Regions from separate parts of the Sus scrofa genome. Here regions 1 and 3 are each linked to region 2. A link is a contact called in public Hi-C and HiChIP or PLAC-seq data. All regions are on one chromosome and are shown on one strand. The core of a region is the stretch at or near the end of the contact, and the rest is flanking DNA. Distances in the headings are between cores, read along the strand shown. Region 1 overlaps FAM129A (protein Niban-like). Region 2 holds the start of FAM129A (protein Niban-like). Region 3 holds the start of EDEM3 (ER degradation-enhancing alpha-mannosidase-like protein 3).

Region 1 (2,700 bases), core at 89-2,588, 150 kb before region 2:
GACATTGGCAAAGATACTATCTTTTCTTTCTTGATGGCAACTTCATTATTATGTGTGTTACCATGACAAATACTGCTTTTAATCTCAATGACTTGGTTGCCAGAGTTTACTACTTCTTGTGAGGCATTAAGATGGGGTTCGAACATAGAGAACAGACTTGTGGTTGCCAAGTAAGAGACAGGAGGGAGAGGGATGGACTGGGGGTTTGGGGGTAGGTGACGCAAACTATTATACTTAGAATGGATAGATAGCGATATTCTACCCTTTAGCACAGGGAATTATATCCAGTGTCCTGGGACAAACCATGATGGAAAGGAATATTAAAAAAAGAATGTAGGTCTTATGTAACTGAGTTACTTTGCTGTATAGCAGAAATTAGCATAACATTGTAAATCAACTATGCTTTAATTAAAAAAAAATAGATCATGTCTGAAATTCAGGGACCACCTCCTAGAGTCTGTGAGACTTTGACCTTCTGCTCCAAAGACCTGTTTAGGGAAAGCAGGTCTTAAAGAATTAGCTGACTAGGTTTAGGGATAGTTTCACTCTAAGCTCACCATTGACTAGCCAGCCTGTCGAGCTTCTGTTAAATCACACGAGATCTTAGGGAGTCAGTTTCCTCATCTCTACAATGGAGACATATTCCCGTGATCTCACAAGTTCTTATGAGGATCAAATGAAACAGGATAGTTTTGTTTGTTTTTTTTAAAGTTTAAAACTATGCTCTATATATGCAAGCTCATATTATTACAACCATTTTAATATACACTCAAGCATGAAGCACATTTAAAACCATTTTACATGGCAGGTATCTCTTGGAGTAGTTCCTTTGCTATGAGATTTTGATTTTTCTAAACATGTTGGTTAATTTAAATGGGCTTTGCTGTACTGTAAACTCTTTGAAGAAAGAGGGTGTGCCTTGCTTATTTTTAGATTCCACGAAATACATATCACAATTGTTTATCGTGGGCAGCCAATAAATATCAAATCCAACTGCTATGCAAGTAAGCCTGGACACGTCCCTTCTGGCTGAGGGACACTGATGCTGAGGACCCAAAGTAGCCACTAGAGGGCAGAAGAGGCATGAAAGTCATGGGCGAACTGCTGCTCGGTGACGTCACCGGTACCTTGGGGGGAAAGACCGGGAGGGGAGGAGAGAGTGCAAAAGAGAACTCGGTATTTTCCGCTTAACAAAAGAAATCGGTCATGGTTTTGCTGCAAGCTTCCCATGAATAAGAGAACAATTTTACCTTTAAGACCCGGAGTTTAACCTTCTCAATGGCGACAGTGGTTTTGGAGGCCTCTCCTTGGAGATGTGGGGAGAGCAACTGCTCGAAAGTGAACACGGCATTCTCCATGAGCTAGAAACCAAAGACAGCACAGAAGCAGACCGCGGTCAGAGGCTGGGACCACCACCCGCAGGTCTAAGTCGGCTTGGAAAGAAGGGAGGGGATATCATCAGAGATGAGGCCCCTGCGGGCACTACCCTGGGGGTGACCCAGGGCATCAGGTCCTCACCTCCTGAAGGATTGTGACACGCACAGGCTCATGGCCACAGTGGGATCGGTGAGAGGTGGAAAGTGCGCGCACATGCGCGCACGCGCGCACACACGATCTATGCATGTACGTACACATGAATGTATCTTTTCTTTTCACCTCTTCTCCTCCTCCCTGAACCGGGAGATCGAGGACACCCACCATCTCCAGTGGGCATCCCCTTCGTCTGTTCTCTGCTACCTGGAGCCAGACCTTAACAAAATGAGGTGGGAGGCCTCTCCAATGATTTTTTTTAGCTCCTCAGTTCTGCCTCTCCACTTTCAGGTGATGTAAACCACTTGAGCACATCTCTCACCCCACTTCCCCGCTTCCCGTCCTCCTTCTCTTCCTGCCCCTGCCAGGCTGGGAAGGGAGGCAGGGTCGGAGCTCGGTGGAGACAGTGGCCACGTGCTTCTCGGTTAGGACACGGAAGTAGTTCAGACTTCTTCTTCCGTTAAACTCTTGACCAGATTTGTTCTTGGTTTGTTTTTAATCCCTCACAACTCGGAGGTTAGATAATACACAAAATGTGCTACTCAATCCTGTTATAATGTTTAAGAAAAAAATGCTTTCTTCCCCACGCCTGGGATGCAAAAGCATCTGACACAGGGACATGGTACCTTTCTCACAGCGCTTCCAATGCTGTACTGAATTTACCCAAGGATCTCTCACTATCGGCTCCCTGAAGTGGGGTCTGGCGCTGTGTCCAGCCCCACAGGAATCTCCCCTGGAACACATCTTTGAAGTAGCATCGTGCTCTTATGGCTTCCATGATCACAGCCTTCACTAGAATATGCACTGAATTTGTGCTATTCATTCCTGTTCCTCAAGAAAAAGTTCCTTGTGGGGAAAAGAGGAACCTATCAAACAGACATAAGGAATCCAAATTTCGAGCTGCGATGGACTGATTGATTTACTTTTAACTAGGTTAGGGAATGAACTCGAGCCAGTGGTTCTCCATCCTGGCTGCAAATTAAAAGCAGTTGCAATAGAAGTGAAGATTTTTTTTATGTTGCCAAAAAAAAAAAAAAAATCAGAATCATGGAGAGTGTGGCCTAGACATCGCTATTTCTTAAAAGCTCCCAGATGATTCTTATGTGCAGCCACTGTTAACAGCACTGATTTGACAAATCAAGTAATTGTCGATTCACGCTGCTTCATTTC
Region 2 (2,700 bases), core at 3-2,502:
AAAAGGGTATCAGGAAGAACTTTACTTTTTTCTTTTTCTTAACATTATTAAGTGTAATATCTAGTTTAGAAGATACTTCTAACGGGAGAAAAACACTAAACTCACAAACTAACCAAATGTTAGGTAGTGGTTGTGGGCAAAGTTTGGAGGGAGGAAAGAGAAAGAAGCCAATTACACCCAGGAGAGAAAGAATCACTATTTCCTGCAGTTTCAGCTGTTTGGTTTTTGTTTTCTTCTGCCTCACTCTTTTCACTGTATCACTATATCCCCGAAAGCCTCCCAAATGAGTTTGTCCCCATCTAAAACTTTAGCAACTGTTACACAGCAGGTCAGCGTTCCTCTTTTGCTTCCCCTCGTCTGCGGGTAAGTAAAGGTAACCACACAACATGAGAGCGTAATGACATTGTCCTTTCTGCCTCTGATGAAATCATCCCGCAAGTGACATTATGAAGTTCAAGTGAAACTTTGGCCGACGCCGCGTTTTACAAAACCAGGCCAACAGTACCAGGAGGGAAATTCTGCTTCATAGGCCGGGAATCCCCAGGGAAATCTCTAGAAGCGAGGGATATCCCCCACTGTTCTTTTTGCGGCAAGTTCAGAAAGGGCTCAGAACTGAGTCCAGGGACAGGTACAGACAGGATGGGGAGGTGTTGCTGGGCTGGGGTGGGGTGCAGAAGAGACATCGAGGCGGGCCGAGTGGAGGAACCGGGGTGGTCCCCCACTCCGTAGCCTGCACCTGTTTCTCCCAGCCTTCCGGCGGCGCTTCCCAAAGCATCCCCAGCCCGCTCACCTGGCTGCAGCGCCCCCCACCCCGGCCAGGGCTCGTGGCGAGCTGCCCTCCAGCTGGAAGAACGCTGGCTGAGAAGACGCCGTGCCCCCTGCCAGGCCCGCGCCCGCCGGAGGAGAGCGGACCGTGGAGGGCGGGGGATGGAGGAGGGAGTCTGCGGGCACCTCTGGGGTCGCGCCCAGTAGGGCCAAGGCTCGAGGCGGACCGGCGCCGCGCTCCCGGGAAGCCCCGGCGGGCGTACCTCGGATGTAGGCGCACTTGCCCTCGTCCAACTGGCTGGAGGCCGAGCCGCCCATGGCGACGGAAGGTGCAGGAGGATGCTGAGCGCGCGGCTGCCCGGCCCACTCCCCCGGCGGGAGGGACTGCCACTCCCGTCGGCGCCCGCTGCCCGCTCCTGGAAGCCGATGCGACGGAGATCTGAGCGCTGCAATTAAAGGACACACTTCCTCCGAGAGGCGCGGCCTTCTAGGGCGCCTCCTCCGGGTCCGCGCCCTCTGAGGATCTGTGGGCTGGCCCCGGGGCTGCCTTCCCGCCTTCGCTTCACTGGTGAGTTCTGAGGGGAAGTGTGGCCTGGAACGACTTTCAGCTCCTTCTCCTTCTCTTCGCTGACTTCTTATTTTCACCTCGAGTCAGAGGACAATTTCCCTGGTAATGGGAAACCCCTGTGAGCCGGACCCTTCCCCCTCACATCCCACGAGGTGGAGTTCAAAAGCCCCCTGCTTTGCACGCTCTTCCCTCCAGGACAGGAAGCAACAGTTCTCAAACATCACCTACGAACATATTAGAAATCCAAAATCTCAGCACCTCCCTCTACACACACACACACACACACACACACACACACATACACACAGATACACACACGCACACACACCCTCCCCAATTAGAAACTGGGAGTAGGGCCCAGCAATCTGTTTTCACAGGCCCTCCAGGTAATTCTGACGCCTGCTGATGTTTGAAAACCAATGATAAACTTGCCTTCCTGCAGCCAAGAAGTTGGGCCAAGGAGGAAATGGGGAATGAAGGAAAAAAAGACAGAAATAGAAAAAATTAGGGAGGCATTCCCGTCGTGGCTCAGCGGTAAGGACTCCCGCTAGTATCCATGAGGATGCTGGTTTTAACCCTGACCTCCACCGGTGGGTTAAAGATCCTACGTGGCTGTGGCTGTGGCTGTGGCTGTGGCTAGGCCAGCAGCTGGAGCTCCCATTGGACCCCTAGCCTGGGAACATCCATATGCCACATATGTGGCCCTAAGGAAAAAAAAAAAAAAAAAAAGCAAAAGTTAGGGAGAACCTGACTGTGGGTCCTACTGTATACTCCCAGTCTAGAAACTTCTTAAGACTTGATCAAAGTCTGCTCTTACACTTTTAGGTTCAGTTCCTCTCCTAGACAAACTGGAATGCGTTCATTAGAAAGGGCACTTGTTCTTTTCCCACAACCACTGTTTAGCTTGGCAGCTTTTCCCAAACAAGAACCAGCTTGGTAGAAGGGTCAACACTCATGTCTTCCTATTCTTAGCAGTCAGCTCGTAGTGACTCCTATTGACGTAACCTCCAAGGTCAAATGAGCTGTTCAGACAAGAAGCAGGTCTGAGGAGGACTTTGGAGGCTTTTTCCTTCAAAGTTAATTATCTAGCGTTTTAACACAGAGATGTCTCATACCTCACAATCTCTCACACCTTTCCAATCCATCAGTAAATCCTTTCAAATCTACTTGCAAAATATATCCACTATCCCACCATTTCTCCTCCCCTCCACTGCTATCAACCCCGCAATTTCTCACATGGATAACTACAATAGCCTCCTGAGCTCCCTCCTTCAGAAAAAAAGCCACCAAGTCTATCGCTGACATTAGGCCAGACTTCCTCTCTGCCCTCATTTCCCACCCACTCTCCCTCCCCCTTGCTCTCTTTG
Region 3 (2,700 bases), core at 77-2,576, 190 kb before region 2:
AGATAACTGAAGATTTACGGCTTTCAAGACTAATATGGAGATCCTGATGTGGCTCAGTGGAAACGAATCTGAGTAGTATCCATGAGGACACAGGTTTGATCCCTGGCCTTGCTCAGTGGGTTAAGGATCCACATTGCTGGTGAGCTGTGGTGTAGGTCCTAGATGTGGCTCGGATCTGGCGCATTGCTGTGGCTGTGGCAGAGGCCTGCAGCTACAGCTCCAATTCGACCCCTAGCCTGGGAACCTCCATATGCCGGCGGGTGCGGCCCTAAAAAAACAAACAAAAAAACCTATTAAAACTACTTTGAATAAAAAAGCATAGTTAATTAGGTCTTTTAAATATTGCCATCAAATACTATCCTATTAGGAAAGTGCAAAACAAGAAAACACCACAAGGAAATGGTAAAGTGTTTAAAGTTCAGGTTCCAATGAATACCCCCTTTTCCACAGCAGGTGTAAACATGATTTCCTTAACTACTGTGGGATCAGCAACATTTTCCCAGCTGGGAGCTCACTTATGCGAGAAATCTCACCACGTCCCTGATGAAAGACAACCCGCAGAATTCTCACGCGCAGGGACACGCTGCAGCCCCCTTCACCTGCCACTGACATGGCAGCCGCCTTGACACACCGCGGCTGGCCTCAAGGAGCTTGCACATGTCACCGACGGCCCCAGAGACACCCCGAGAGTCCCCTCGAGATCGCATCGCGGGCGGTGGCCCCGTCCTTCCTGCACCCTGTCCACCCCGCCAGGGTCCTCTCGAGGCAACAGCCGTCCCCATCGCGACAGGAGAGGCCACTGCGCGCCCAGGTCGCAATGACAGGCACCTAACCTGTGGTCAGCCTCACGAGGAAACCCACCCCAGGCTGCCAAGCGCCCTTACCCAAGCCTCTGTTTCTCCTCCCTGCTCATGGGCGCGGCCCCCGCCGTCCACACGGATGTGGCTGACACCAGACAGAGCGCGGCCGTCGCCGCCACCAGGTTCCATGGCGCTCGCTGGGGGACCCGAGACCCACAGCCCCTGCCGCCGCCGGCTCCGCTCATGGCCCCGCGGTTCCGCGCACGCGCAGCTGCTACGCCCGGCCGGTGGGACACATTGCTGGACGCCGGTGGCAAAGGGGCTGCGAGCCGTGCGGAGGGCGGGATGCGGAGGAACGCGAGCGGTCGCCGTCGCCGAACGGTTTCCCGAAGCCACCGAGCCGGTCCCCAGCGCCAGCGCTGCCACCGCCCTCCGCCCTCAGCGGCCCAGAGCGCCTCCCCCAGCTTTCCGGTGTCGTAGTCTAGGAAACCACCTCCCCCGACGCGACTTCCGGGTAGGGCCCCAGACGCTGAGCCTCAGGACCAATGGGGACCGGATCAGAGAGGGGCTGGCTCCGGGGACAGGAGAGGGTATTGGCCAGCAGAAGTGAGACGTGGACAAAAGGCGGGACTGGGGAGGGACCTCTAGCCTCGGCCGTCCTCCGACCCGTGAACTTGAGACCTGAAAACTACCGGTCCCAGCGTGCACTGCTCCCTCCTCGGAGCTCTCGCAGTTGGATCCGCCGGGCTAAAATTCCGGGGTGGGCGCGCTGCACCCTGGGACATGTGGTTCTCCGAGGGGCACGGGCGGTTCCTGCGATCTGGCTTTCCCTGGCGTCTTGCACCAGCCCTCCCTTTGTGGGTTGCATAGTTCCCAGGAACCTGTCAGCTCTTTAGCCTTTTTCCTGCAAATACATTTCCGTGAGTGCCGGCTAGATGAGGCTCACATGGCCTCAGGTCCGTGCTGCACGCCATAAGGAATAGTAGTCCCTAAATGCATACGCTTTTGGAGTTGTCCTCTGCCCTCACCGAGATTGCAAAACGTTAAAGGCAAAAATGAATCGAGCCTTTGACGGCAGTGTGCTGAGAGTTTTCCTTGTAATCGCTCATGTACTCTTGGCAACTTTAATTGGTAAGTACCCCGGTCCCATTTTGCAAACGAGGAAGCTGAGGTCGGAGAACTTAGGTTACAAGCCTCATCTGCTGGGTTAGATTCCAACCAGCTTCTGTGACTCAGAAGTCCTCGCATGTAACCACAAGGGTGAAATGAAGGAGGGCAGGGGAGGCCTCGCACTTGCTTAATAATAGTTATCTTAAAAGCTCAATGTAAGGAAAATAGTGTGAGCTGCAAAGAACGTTTAATAAAGATTGGAAATTGCAATTTATTTTGATCACCCATTCCCACCGATTCACATTGGTAAAATGAGAATTAGGTTCCTCTTGAAAATACACATCGTTTTTCACACGTGGTAATTGAGTGGGTAGGTGTGGAGTTTAGGAGCTTGGATTTGACCTCTATGACCACAGGAAATTGCTTTCTCCTCGTGCCCTCAGCAGCTGAGCTGCCTTTCTGGAAAGTTTCTTCCTTGATTTCTATCACCTTGCATCATCTGCTTTCCTCTCAGACGGACCATTCAGGTGAGATCAATGAATCCTCCGCCTTCATGCCCCCTCTTTGCCTTAAAATGCAGGTGCTTCCTGCATTTTAAAGTGTTTATGTGTGTGCGTTTTTTTCTTTGTACTCTATTCCGTGGTGATTTCTTCCACTTATATGGATTCAAGCATCATATCCCTGTGGTTGATATACATCCTGATTTCTAGACCCACTTTTCCTCCTCCCTAATAGAAATTCCCAAGAGTAAGCTCAAAAGTCATGTGTTCACTGATTCAAATTAATGTCA

The links. Hi-C and Micro-C count contacts between places; a contact is called where the count stands out from the background. HiChIP or PLAC-seq counts read pairs in DNA pulled down with a chosen protein or histone mark.
Region 1: a Hi-C map of retroperitoneal adipose tissue shows a contact between it and region 2, with 4 times the contacts expected there. The contact joins the enhancer-like site here to the promoter of FAM129A in region 2. A contact is called at or near these places in 2 of 5 promoter capture datasets (fetal liver and liver), 31 of 47 Hi-C or Micro-C datasets (adipose tissue, alveolar macrophages, blood and 15 more) and 2 of 2 datasets of contacts at active chromatin or transcription factors (alveolar macrophages and skeletal muscle).
Region 3: an H3K27ac HiChIP or PLAC-seq map of alveolar macrophages shows a contact between it and region 2. The contact joins the promoter of EDEM3 here to the promoter of FAM129A in region 2. A contact is called at or near these places in 2 of 47 Hi-C or Micro-C datasets (embryonic fibroblasts and heart right ventricle) and 2 of 2 datasets of contacts at active chromatin or transcription factors (alveolar macrophages and skeletal muscle).

The regions. Positions count from the first base shown.
Region 1 is chr9:126,018,128-126,020,827 of Sscrofa11.1, forward strand. FAM129A (protein Niban-like) reads right to left here. Exons shown (of 14, transcript NM_001243219.1): 11 at 1,251-1,361. Among named protein-coding and RNA genes, the nearest start is that of EDEM3, 36 kb to the left of the region's middle. Within about 2 kb of position 1,339, at least 16 of the 83 cell types and tissues checked have an H3K27ac peak or open chromatin away from gene starts, as enhancers often do. A contact at or near this core is called in adipose tissue, omental adipose tissue and retroperitoneal adipose tissue, where this site is marked.
Region 2 is chr9:126,171,327-126,174,026 of Sscrofa11.1, forward strand. FAM129A (protein Niban-like) reads right to left here and starts at 1,253. Exons shown (of 14, transcript NM_001243219.1): 1 at 1,029-1,253. The coding sequence starts at 1,083. It overlaps RNF2 (E3 ubiquitin-protein ligase RING2), which reads left to right and starts at 1,311. Exons shown (of 7, transcript XM_021102634.1): 1 at 1,311-1,333.
Region 3 is chr9:125,981,747-125,984,446 of Sscrofa11.1, forward strand. It overlaps EDEM3 (ER degradation-enhancing alpha-mannosidase-like protein 3), which reads right to left and starts at 1,327. Exons shown (of 20, transcript XM_021102628.1): 1 at 885-1,327. The coding sequence starts at 1,045. LOC110262256 (a long non-coding RNA gene) reads left to right here and starts at 1,368. Exons shown (of 3, transcript XR_002347094.1): 1 at 1,368-1,931; 2 at 2,354-2,437.